Regions from separate parts of the Hordeum vulgare genome. Here all the other regions are linked to region 3. Evidence: chromatin contacts called from public Hi-C data. All regions are on one chromosome and are shown on one strand. The core of a region is the stretch at or near the end of the contact, and the rest is flanking DNA. Distances in the headings are between cores, read along the strand shown.

The links. A called contact is a pair of places that touch in the nucleus more often than the background predicts.
Region 1: a contact with region 3 is called in a Hi-C map of leaf, with 3 times the contacts expected there. The contact joins the promoter of LOC123442711 here to the enhancer-like site in region 3. A contact is called at or near these places in 4 of 6 Hi-C or Micro-C datasets (leaf and seedling).
Region 2: a Hi-C map of leaf shows a contact between it and region 3, with 2.0 times the contacts expected there. The contact joins two enhancer-like sites. A contact is called at or near these places in 2 of 6 Hi-C or Micro-C datasets (leaf and seedling).

What each region holds. Positions count from the first base shown.
Region 1 is chr3H:25,811,414-25,814,651 of MorexV3_pseudomolecules_assembly, reverse strand. LOC123442711 (short-chain dehydrogenase TIC 32 B, chloroplastic-like) reads right to left here and starts at 1,670. Exons shown (of 9, transcript XM_045118830.1): 1 at 1,354-1,670; 2 at 1,139-1,281. The coding sequence starts at 1,256.
Region 2 is chr3H:25,426,887-25,430,463 of MorexV3_pseudomolecules_assembly, reverse strand. No RefSeq gene overlaps it. Among protein-coding and RNA genes, the nearest start is that of LOC123439374, 4.7 kb to the left of the region's middle. Within about 2 kb of position 2,158, at least 1 of the 3 cell types and tissues checked has open chromatin away from gene starts, as enhancers often do. A contact at or near this core is called in leaf, where this site is marked.
Region 3 is chr3H:25,569,433-25,572,685 of MorexV3_pseudomolecules_assembly, reverse strand. LOC123439377 (a long non-coding RNA gene) reads left to right here. Exons shown (of 3, transcript XR_006630077.1): 3 at 68-640. Among protein-coding and RNA genes, the nearest start is that of LOC123439377, 2.6 kb to the left of the region's middle. Within about 2 kb of position 1,880, at least 2 of the 3 cell types and tissues checked have open chromatin away from gene starts, as enhancers often do. A contact at or near this core is called in leaf, where this site is marked.

The DNA.
Region 1 (3,238 bases), core at 421-2,920, 240 kb before region 3:
TGTTCCTTCCAAATCCCTATTCGTAAATTTGGTCACGTCATGATACTGACAAGCAGGGTGGGAGGTGCAGAAATTGTCTGCACTACTACTTAAGAGTTAAGACAAGTGAAAGCTTGGATCCATGGTGTGGTTTACCATGAAAACAAAACATTCATCTCAACAAGGGCAGCTAGGGATATTTGATTGGTTCTAGTCAAGAGGAGAAGTGGCAGATAACACCAACCAATTCAGGATCCATTGAAGGCCACACAAAACAGTCCCCAAAGAGACAGGGCCCAGAAATCCAGGCTCCATGCATACTCTCCTTCTCCGCATAAAAGGGAGATTTTTTTGGAGAAATATAGTACTCCCTCCGTCCTAAAATTCTTGTTTTAGCTTTGTCTTGAAATGGATGTATCTAAATACTAATAGATGTCTAGATACGTTTATATCTAGACAAATCAAAGACAAATTTTTTGGGACGGAGGGAGTAATAAACAACGTCCTTGCAATTTTTTGAAGAACAGATCATCACAACCAAGAGATGTACATCACAAAGTAGTGGTGCTTGTGTACGAAAAACAGTTGCGACAACACATGTTCAGAAGTTAGTACTTCAGTACATACACCAAAACAAAAAAAAATCCCGGTCGTAAACCCACTTCCCAACTGCTTGTCTAGGAGCGCAAGAAGAGAGCAGAACAACTCCCTGTAGAAAAAATTCAGAAAGGTTGCAGACAAATCTAACCGACAACATCACAGAGACTATCCGAGCATTGCACGACGAACAAAGCCAGCTAATTTGATTCACTAGTACTACACAGTTAGCAGACCATCGGGGTTTAGGGATCAAAATAGTTTGATGTGAACATTGATAGATAATAATAGTAGCAGCGCTGCTGTTCTTGTGCTGACAGCGACGCATAACAAACAGTCAGATTCAGGGCGCGTGCGCCCCAAACAGGAAAGAGATTGTCACCGCGTATGACTGCCCAAAACGTCCAAAAGGTGGCGCCCCCATCACACAGCCAAGAAGATGAGAGTGGACACGACAGGTGGCACTGCGAACGCCATTGGTGATCTGGCGGCGCAGGAGCTAGCAGAGGGGGAATCCGGCCGGGTCGGGGTGGGGGTGGGGGTGGGACTGGTGGGTGGGTACCTGTGACGATGACGGTGAGGGCGGCGGCGCAGATGCCCTCGGTGACCTGCTCCGCCGTGGAGCCCGACCCGAACCCGCTGGCGCCCGGCTTGCCGGTGATGAGGGACAGGATGCCCATCTGGTTCTTGCGTCGGCTCCCGAAGCTGCGGAAGAGAATGTGAGTCCCTCGATCAAGGAGAAGAAGAAGAAGCAGACGAATCTTGGCAAGCTCTCACCTTGACGGACTAGTCGATGGCGAGATTGGTTGTGTTGATTGATTGATGCGCGACGGGAAGGAGGGAGGGAGGGAGGGAGGAGGACGGCGTGCGCGAGCGGGCGCAGGGGAGGTCCGTTATTTATGGCCGCGGGGAGCGGTAGCAGCGGTTTGGTTGGGGAGTAGGCGGCCTCTGCCTACCGGCCGGAACGCAAACTCTGGCTGGACTCTGGAGCAGTGAATCCGGCCGGCCCGGGACTCTGCTGGTTTCCTTGCTGGATTGCTTCCCTCCCTGAATTCCTTCTTCTTGCACGGGAAGAATATTTGTGTGTGTGGTCTCTGGTAAGCAGTGGACAAAAAATCGCATCTTCCTTTTCTTTTGGGATGAGACGAGAAAATCGTATCTTTTTTCCTTGATGGTGAAAGAGTCGGAGATCCAGAGGAGGGGAGTCCGGAGTCCACACATGTCGACCAACCATGTAATCAGGGTTTGTGACCTCAAATTCTTTTATGTGTACACAACGATATTTATGCATGTATAGTACAGAAAATATAAAACTTCGAAAGTTCACATCAAGGAGTGTTTGACACACCGACAGAAGAGACCGAAACGCATGATATGTACGTGCGCCTGCTCTTTCAGATGGCGCTCGTCGGGTTCGTTGAGTGCGGAGGATGGAAGGACCCGCGCTACATGTACGGAGGAGGACTTATGGTCTTTCTTGATGACGCCCGCCACTCGCAACCGCTGAAAAGCTAGATGATTCATAAGGATTACACGTCGATGAGGTATCACACACAATGCAGCGGGGTAACTCTGTTTATGCGATGAGTTGATCATGATTTGCTAAAATTGGAAAGGCAGTCCTATATTGTAACTGGATCCAAACAGACGGTTTCCTGATCCCACGCATTCCCCAACTTATAATATCCTAAACCAACCGATGTACTAGGTCTTTGGTTTCTCTTGCAATGCAAACCAGGAAAATTGCTTGGTCGGTGGTGACTTTCTAACTACACGTTTGTCTGCACTTGTTCGTTTCTCTAGTTATTTATAGATGAGAAGAGTTGTGCATAAACAGAGTCATATATATTCTATTGCTCTTGTCTCTGAAACAGGAGTAGGTGAGCAAAAATTAATATGTGATCTTCTCTAACAACAATGAAGACAAAAGCAATACATGATACATTATATGTGATCTTTGTCGGTAAAAAAGTAGTACACTGATACTACATTACCTTTCCCAGTCCAATAATTTCAGAAATGTTCTTCACCTTTTTTTTGCCTCATGACCAAAGTAGTTGTACTATAACTAATAAGTAAAACACGCATACACATGTCCAAAAACCCTCTTAATAATAAGTAAAACACACATAAACATTTCCAAAAGGAGGGCGGCGTGCGCGAGCGGGCGCAGGGGAGGAGGGAGTGGGGTTATTTGTGCACGACCGAGCCGTCAAAATCCGGGACCTTGTGCCAAACTGTCAACTGAGGCCTATCTCCTTGGAAAAAAATAAAACTATAATAGATTTATTTCTAGTTCCGTTCTGAGATTGAGTTAAATAATCTATCTGTTATATTTTCTCTTACGTTTTTGTTAATCTGATTCATATACTCTAGAAAAATTTTGTAGTGGGCATGGCATGGATCTTAAGAGTCTAGACAAATTGATGCATATCAAACAGTCACTGGTAGAAAAAGAGGCTTCTGTTCAGCCCCATAAGTCGCGAAACTGTAGGAACCGCGACTAATGATTTCTTTAGTCGCGGTTCCGCAGACGAACCGCGACCAAAGGCCTGGGCCAGGGCGCTCGGTGGCCAGCTGGTGCACGTGAGGGGCTTTAGTCGCGGTTGGCCAGGCCAACCGCGACTAAAGGTGCCCAAAGGCCTTTAGTCGCGGTTGGCCA
Region 2 (3,577 bases), core at 909-3,408, 140 kb after region 3:
GGTGAATCCAGGATGGACTAGCACGGGAGGGGGACCTCGGATCATCATTGTACATGATGAGCTAGCCGGTCCTCCTCGCTCACCACCTCTCAGATATCATCCGACAATCTTTGCTCACCTTCAGTGAGCTAGCCGGCAAGGCGGCCTTTTTTCATCGTGCATGACAAATGGCCAACTCATTCTTTTGCTTCATCGAAATGCTCTTCCACATCGCTCTAGAGCTCGGGGTCATGGACGAGGTAAAACAACGAAAGCATACATGGAGCGGTGCAATGCGGCCACGTATAAACAGGGAGCGCCGGCCAGGCCATACGGTTGGGCTGTGTCAATGTAGGTGTCGGTGTTCGTTTCGTGGTCGTCGTGCTTGTTTAATGCCGGTAGGTGGGCCAACGTACAGCCAGCTTGAGTGATGCTGAAGTCATCCCATCCCTCCTAGCTACATCCCTCTGGAATTGAATAGGGGTGGAGACCGGAAAGGGGCATGTGCGGCATTCTCTACCAGCACGCCGCTAATGCCGACTCTAGTGACCAGTCGTGTCCACTCTAGACAGGCACATATATGGCGTTCTAGACTGACATGAATGTGGTACAGAAAACGAAGGTGTGTGTAGGACAGGGCGCTGTCATGGGAGGTGTTTTTGGGAGGGACCGGGGTACCGTGCGTGGCAATGTTTCGGACGACCTCAAAGCTCACCGTAGTTTGCATTAGGTTTGCAAAATTTCGGACAATCGGACGAGCCCCAGACAAATAAGGCACCACGTTGGATGACAACTACGTCCGAATAGCTCGGTCTGTGGCGTTTTAATTAATAGTCGCCCTCCATACGTTTCCATGTATATGTCGATGAATAGTCTTGACGTACCATTGTCATCATCTTCTCAATGTCCATATTTGGCGATGTTTGGTTCCAAACTAAGAAAAGTCAACAATTCACTTCATCCATACACATATATAGGATAAACATGCAGTTTTCCAAATGCAAAATTAGGAAACATATAACAGAACTCGCATGTGGTTGTACTACACTATTGTAGCATACTGTTCATCAGGCATAAATTCCCTCTTATCACATACCTATTTCGTATTCTTCTGCCTATCATTGTCGAAAATGACAAATTAAGCGCTACGGGCACGTCTTTTTCTTTGTATAAAATGTCAAATGAATATCCATCGGTACAAATAAGGAGGAGTCCGTAATTGCATTTTTTAATATTATGTGAGAGTGTGACAGAGGAGAGAAGCGATGAATGCAAACAAGATTCTCTCTTCAACGAAAGATGTACACTTTCTTTTTCTTATATCATTTGGAATGGCTCATAACTTTTAAAAAAGAAAATCCTTTCTAAACATTTTACATATATGAATTCATAACCATGATATGAATATATTATAAACCATAACATCACTTTTAATTGTACAATTGGATTTGTCATGAAAAATGGTTTCATATTTAAAAAATAAATTTACATGCATGTTCATACGAACATTAACCATACTGTTTACTCACTGGAGCTTGTCACAGTTAAAAAATTATATGAACGTAGTAGTAATTCCACCAATAAGATTGGCCTTTCAGATATTAAAACCAGGAACCTATAGATGAATAGAGAAAAAAACTTGAAGCATTGCTCGCACACTATATGCGATATTATTAATTATCCTCTTGGTGCTGCATTTCATATGGGCAGTGAATCAAGGATGGACCGGCACGGGAGTAAACGCCGGATCAACGTTGTACACGATGAGCTAGCCGGTCCTCCTCGCTCTCCACCTCTATGATATCATCTGGTCGTTCTTGGTCACCTCCAGTGAGCTAGCCGGCAAGCCGGTCGTTTCATCGTGCACGACAGCCGGCCAACTCTTGCTTCAGCTTTAGAGCTCGGGGTCATGGACGCGGTAGTGCATAGAGAAACAATGTAAGCAGGCAGGCATGGAGCGGTGCAGTGTCGTCATGTATAAATATCACGGAGCGCGGGCTAGTCCTTAAGGCGAGCTGCGTTATTAACGTCGGAGTCGGTTTCTTAATCATCGCGTCTGTTTAATGCCGGTAGACGAACCACACATGCAACCAGTTTGAGCGATGGTGAAGTTGTCCTGTCCCTTCTAGCCACATCCCTTCGGTATTGCATAGGGGTGGAGACCGAAAAGTGGCACGGACGGCGCTCTCTTTCAGGGCATTGATAATGCCGGCTCTAGTGATCAATCGCGTCTGATTTGGATAGGCACGAATGTGACGCTCTGGATTGACATGGGAGCTGTATTCTGGAGGGACCGGGGTACCAGACGCGGACGTGATTGTGGTTCGGATGCCCACAAAGCTCACCCTAGTTTGCGTCTAGTTAATTTGTGGGATTTCGGACAACCGAACGAGCCTGCGAACAAATAGGACACCCTCCATAGTTTTCCTAAGACGATGAATAGTCTTGACGTACCATTGTCATCATCTTCTCAATGTTCATATTTGGCGAGGTTCCGTTGCAAACTAAGAAAAATCAACAATTTGATCACTTCATTCATTAGGCCAACTCCAACGTCCGACTCCAAACGAACGTCTGTTTTTCGGATTTTGTCCATTTGAGTATAGCAACGGGGCGAGGCCTTGCTGTTTTCTCGGAAGCGCCCAACGCGCTGCCCCATCTGGTCCGCCACAGCCGAAGAAAGGCCATAGGATTATGCAAATAAGCAAATAAATTAAACACTGCAAATAGTTTTGCAAATAAAATAGTTTCATGTCTGAATAAAAACATAATCAAATAGTTTTACAACCCAATCGAAATTGTCTTGAATAGATGAAACGTAAATGATCCGACACATATATTGGTTGTCAATGTAAGTCCACATGTGCTCAATCAAGTCATCCTGGAACTGCAGTTGAGTATGTCAATCACGCATTTTACGATGAAGTTGAGTAACACTGTTGTTTCGGTTTAACCTTCCTATAAAGAGTAGGATTGTCTTTTTAAGATATATGTCACCCCCACCGCATGTGTACACCATGATGGCCCGGCGCATTGGCGGATGATGTATGCCTGTATGACCAGTTCATTCAGTGAAATATAAAGCAAAAATAATATTACTAGGCAAGGATACAAACACGGGACCTCCTACTACAATGAGCAAGCTAATAAACACAAGGACTAATAAGCACTTGTGATTATTTAGGCAGCACAACCTATTAAAAAGCCTATTAGCAGCGCCCGATTCGTGAACAAAACTGAAACACTTTTTCTGAGATAGTGAATACTTTTTAAAACGTGAATGTTTTGCAGAAATTGTGAAAAAAACAAACCAAATATTTTTTGAAAATCTCCAACTTAATTTCGAATTTTTAGCAGTTTTTAAACGCGGACCTTTTTTGAAACACAAACAAAATTTACAGAATAGGACGTAATGTAGGAAAGATTTATATAAAACACCAAATATTTCTTGAACTTTGGACATTTATCAGTTATGTGAACATTTTTTGAAAAACATGAATAACTTTGAAAACTAGTGGGTACTGTAGTGAACTTTTTCTTTAAATAAAAATTATCAATTTTGGAAAACATGAACTATTTTGAAATTCTCGAACAATTT
Region 3 (3,253 bases), core at 631-3,130:
TCTCAACCCAAAAATCTGATGCCATTTTATGTTTGTATTATGCTAATCATTTGAATATTTTTTGTAGACCCACAAAACTGATGCCCCCTTCTTGAATACCCCAACTGAACACTATCATGCCTTGGCTTCCATTTATGGGACAATCGGGGCTAAGGGGTCGGGTTCTAGGTCTGGCAATGATCTTCTTTCTATTGATATCGAAGACGAGGAGAATGCTCAGGTTAACACGTCACCAAATGTTGGTGAGTCTTCTAACCCCAAAGCACTACCCAAAAAGAAGGCTAAGGTAAAGAACGTTGTTGATGATCCACTAGTAATCACTCTCAAAGATGCGTTCAAACTTGTGGCAAAAGCGCTTGCGAAGTCTAGTGGAGATGATGATGACATACATGATGACCTTTGGGATGTAGTCTCTGTATTGCCAGATTTTGATGAAGAGCACCTAGCCCACTACTATGCTCATCTTGTGGACAATCCCAAGATAGCAAGAGCCTTCATGAAACTAACCCAAATCAACAAGTCTGTTTGGATAAGTAGGTATGTGAAGAAGAACTTTTAAATTCGATATGGTTGTATGGTCGATAAGTATGTGAACTTGACACATGACTGTTGTGCACTTTGGTTGCTTTTGGAGATTTCGTATGTGAACTTGACATGTATGACTATTGCACTTTGATGCTTTTGGGAATTTCGTATGTGAACCTTGTTATATGTGCACCTTGTTGAAAATTATGTTATGTGTTGTCATTTATGTGTTATAAACTTGTAAATATCTATTGTTGTGTTGTCTTTCTTCAAAATACAAACTACATGCTATTGGAATTTTGAATTTTATGTCGTTCCATTTTTCATTACGTGCTTCCAACCAAACACCGGAACGATACTGATCCGTTCTACTCTTTTGCTCCTACCAAACACAGGAATAGAATCGACCCATTCCTGTGAGATGGAATCATTCCATTCCATGATAGTTGGCCCCCAACTTAACACATCCTAAGAAATTTAGTACCCCGGGTCCTATGATCCAAATGGTTATATAGTTGGAGAAAAAGATCCTACAGAGTCAGATCATACAATTTTTTATCAGATCATACAATTTTTTATATGAAATTCCTTTGATCCAAAGAGGTCCCAAGAATTCCATTTCTATGAATCAAGCGATCTACTATGCATAGAAAAATCCATATGGGCCCAAATTCTTCAAGAATTATGCGCTAGTCGTTTGATCAAAAGAAGCCCCAAATCAAGAGTAGCAGGTATACTACAAATATACCTGGTCATGGAATAACCGGCCCAACGGCCCGACCCGACCCGACCCAAAAAAGTCCGACCCGGCCCGACCCGACCTTGCCCACGGGCCGGGTTCAGGCCTAGATTTTGAGCCCGTCGGGCTCATCGGGCGAGGCTCGGGTCTAGAAAAACCCAAGCTTACGCCTACATCGGGCCATGCCTGGCTTTCTCGGGTTCGGGCCGGGCTTGGGCCCAAAAACCAGGCCCAACGGTTGGGCCAGGCCGGGCTCGGGCCTGCGTTTTGTACCACGGGCTTTTTTTGGCCCGGTCTGAGTTTTGCCGAGGTATAACTACCAAGAGCGTAATCAAACTTAGTACTCCCTCAGTCCCGATATATAAGGCATTTCACGAAAACCAAATAATCGCGAAACACTTGGACGCGGTGTTTCATCGTTTTTTTATTTTTTGACATAAATAAAAAAATCAACCAATAAAAAACAGGAGAGTGTATGTTTTTAACGACTTAAAATTAACAAATAAGAAGGGACAACGACAGGTCAGGTGCGGTCGCTGTTGCTTGATGGCCGTGTGGGCCGTGCGTCTCCTTGTAATCTTGCCCGGCTCGCGCCATCGCCGGTCGCTCTCGCATCCTCTCGTGCGTGTCCTGATTGTTGTTCGCTCCACCCAACAATTCCGACGAGCCATTTAATTGGCCGACAACCCATATACTGTATTTTTCTTTGGGTGAAAACAACCCATGCAACCTGGGAGCTTCCATAAGCAATGAGCCCTTGGATGTGGCAGGCCAGAGCAATTGTAAGTTTATAACAACGTACTGTACATGAGTGCACCGGCCTTCCATTCAAAGCATGTGATGTGCTGATGGCCCTGCCACTCCACTGATCTCTGTTGAAAATTCAGTTCACCTCTTCAATTCAGACAGGCATTACATTACATATGGCACTCACTGATGCAGGTGACTTGGGTGCACAGATAGATAGATATACTAGTACTGGGTTTCTTGGAGATGCCATGGGATGGGCAGTACGTGCGTGGATAATATCCATCCTCCATCCTCCATCCTCCATGGACGGAGGATTGAATGCACGCCGCCATGCCACACCACGCCACGCATTTGATGGTCGATTACCTTCACTCCAGCGCAAGCAACGTCCTACGTACGCATGGATGCTGATGCTCATCTTGCCCTCATGGCTGTTTTTGTCCTTGCTAGGTAGATCTTGGAAATAGGCACTTAAATGGCTGCAAAAATCAGATCGATCCCCGAGTTTAATGTTCTTTCATTTAACCGGTACAAGTTTCATCTCGATCAACTACTTTCTTTCAACTACTGATTGCTTAGTATTGATGACCATTATCATGGTCTCTGCAGCAACTTAATCATGCATGCATTTAGTGTGCGTCTGCGTAATTAGGTCAGATTGATTTGATAATTGATTGCGATCCAGGAAGAGAGGTGAGGTGAATGCATGCATGTGGCAAGCCCATGAATCATTTATGTAGCACTGATTGCAGAAAAACCAATCAGGTGGTCACAAGGTTGCTACTCTGAAAAAACTTGCTAGCCTCGTCCATGCTTGGATTCAAATACTAAAGAGACTAAAATCAAGTTAATGATCATTTATTATTCTCTAAACCCTTCAATTCAGAACTCGTCTGTGTTAAAGGAGAGGAGTTAAATTAGGAGAGAGAGGACTAATCCACATTTTAATAGGGATACCTCTAACTAATTTTTTTTAATCTGAAGACTAATTTTGGCCCCTCCTTAGTCAGTGATGCTTGAAACTTTAGCCTCTTAAATAAACTACTTTTAGTCAGACTAGTTTTAATCCTTTGGATCCAAGCACCCTCTAAAACGGTTACGAAGAGCATGCATCTACAAACTATGGTGGGCTACGAAGAGAAGAACAAAGACAGATAGTACTGGATCCACATATTTGTGCAGACCAAAAAGGTTATGTAGTGACTCATAGGTAGTATGGCACATCTACATGTACGTACG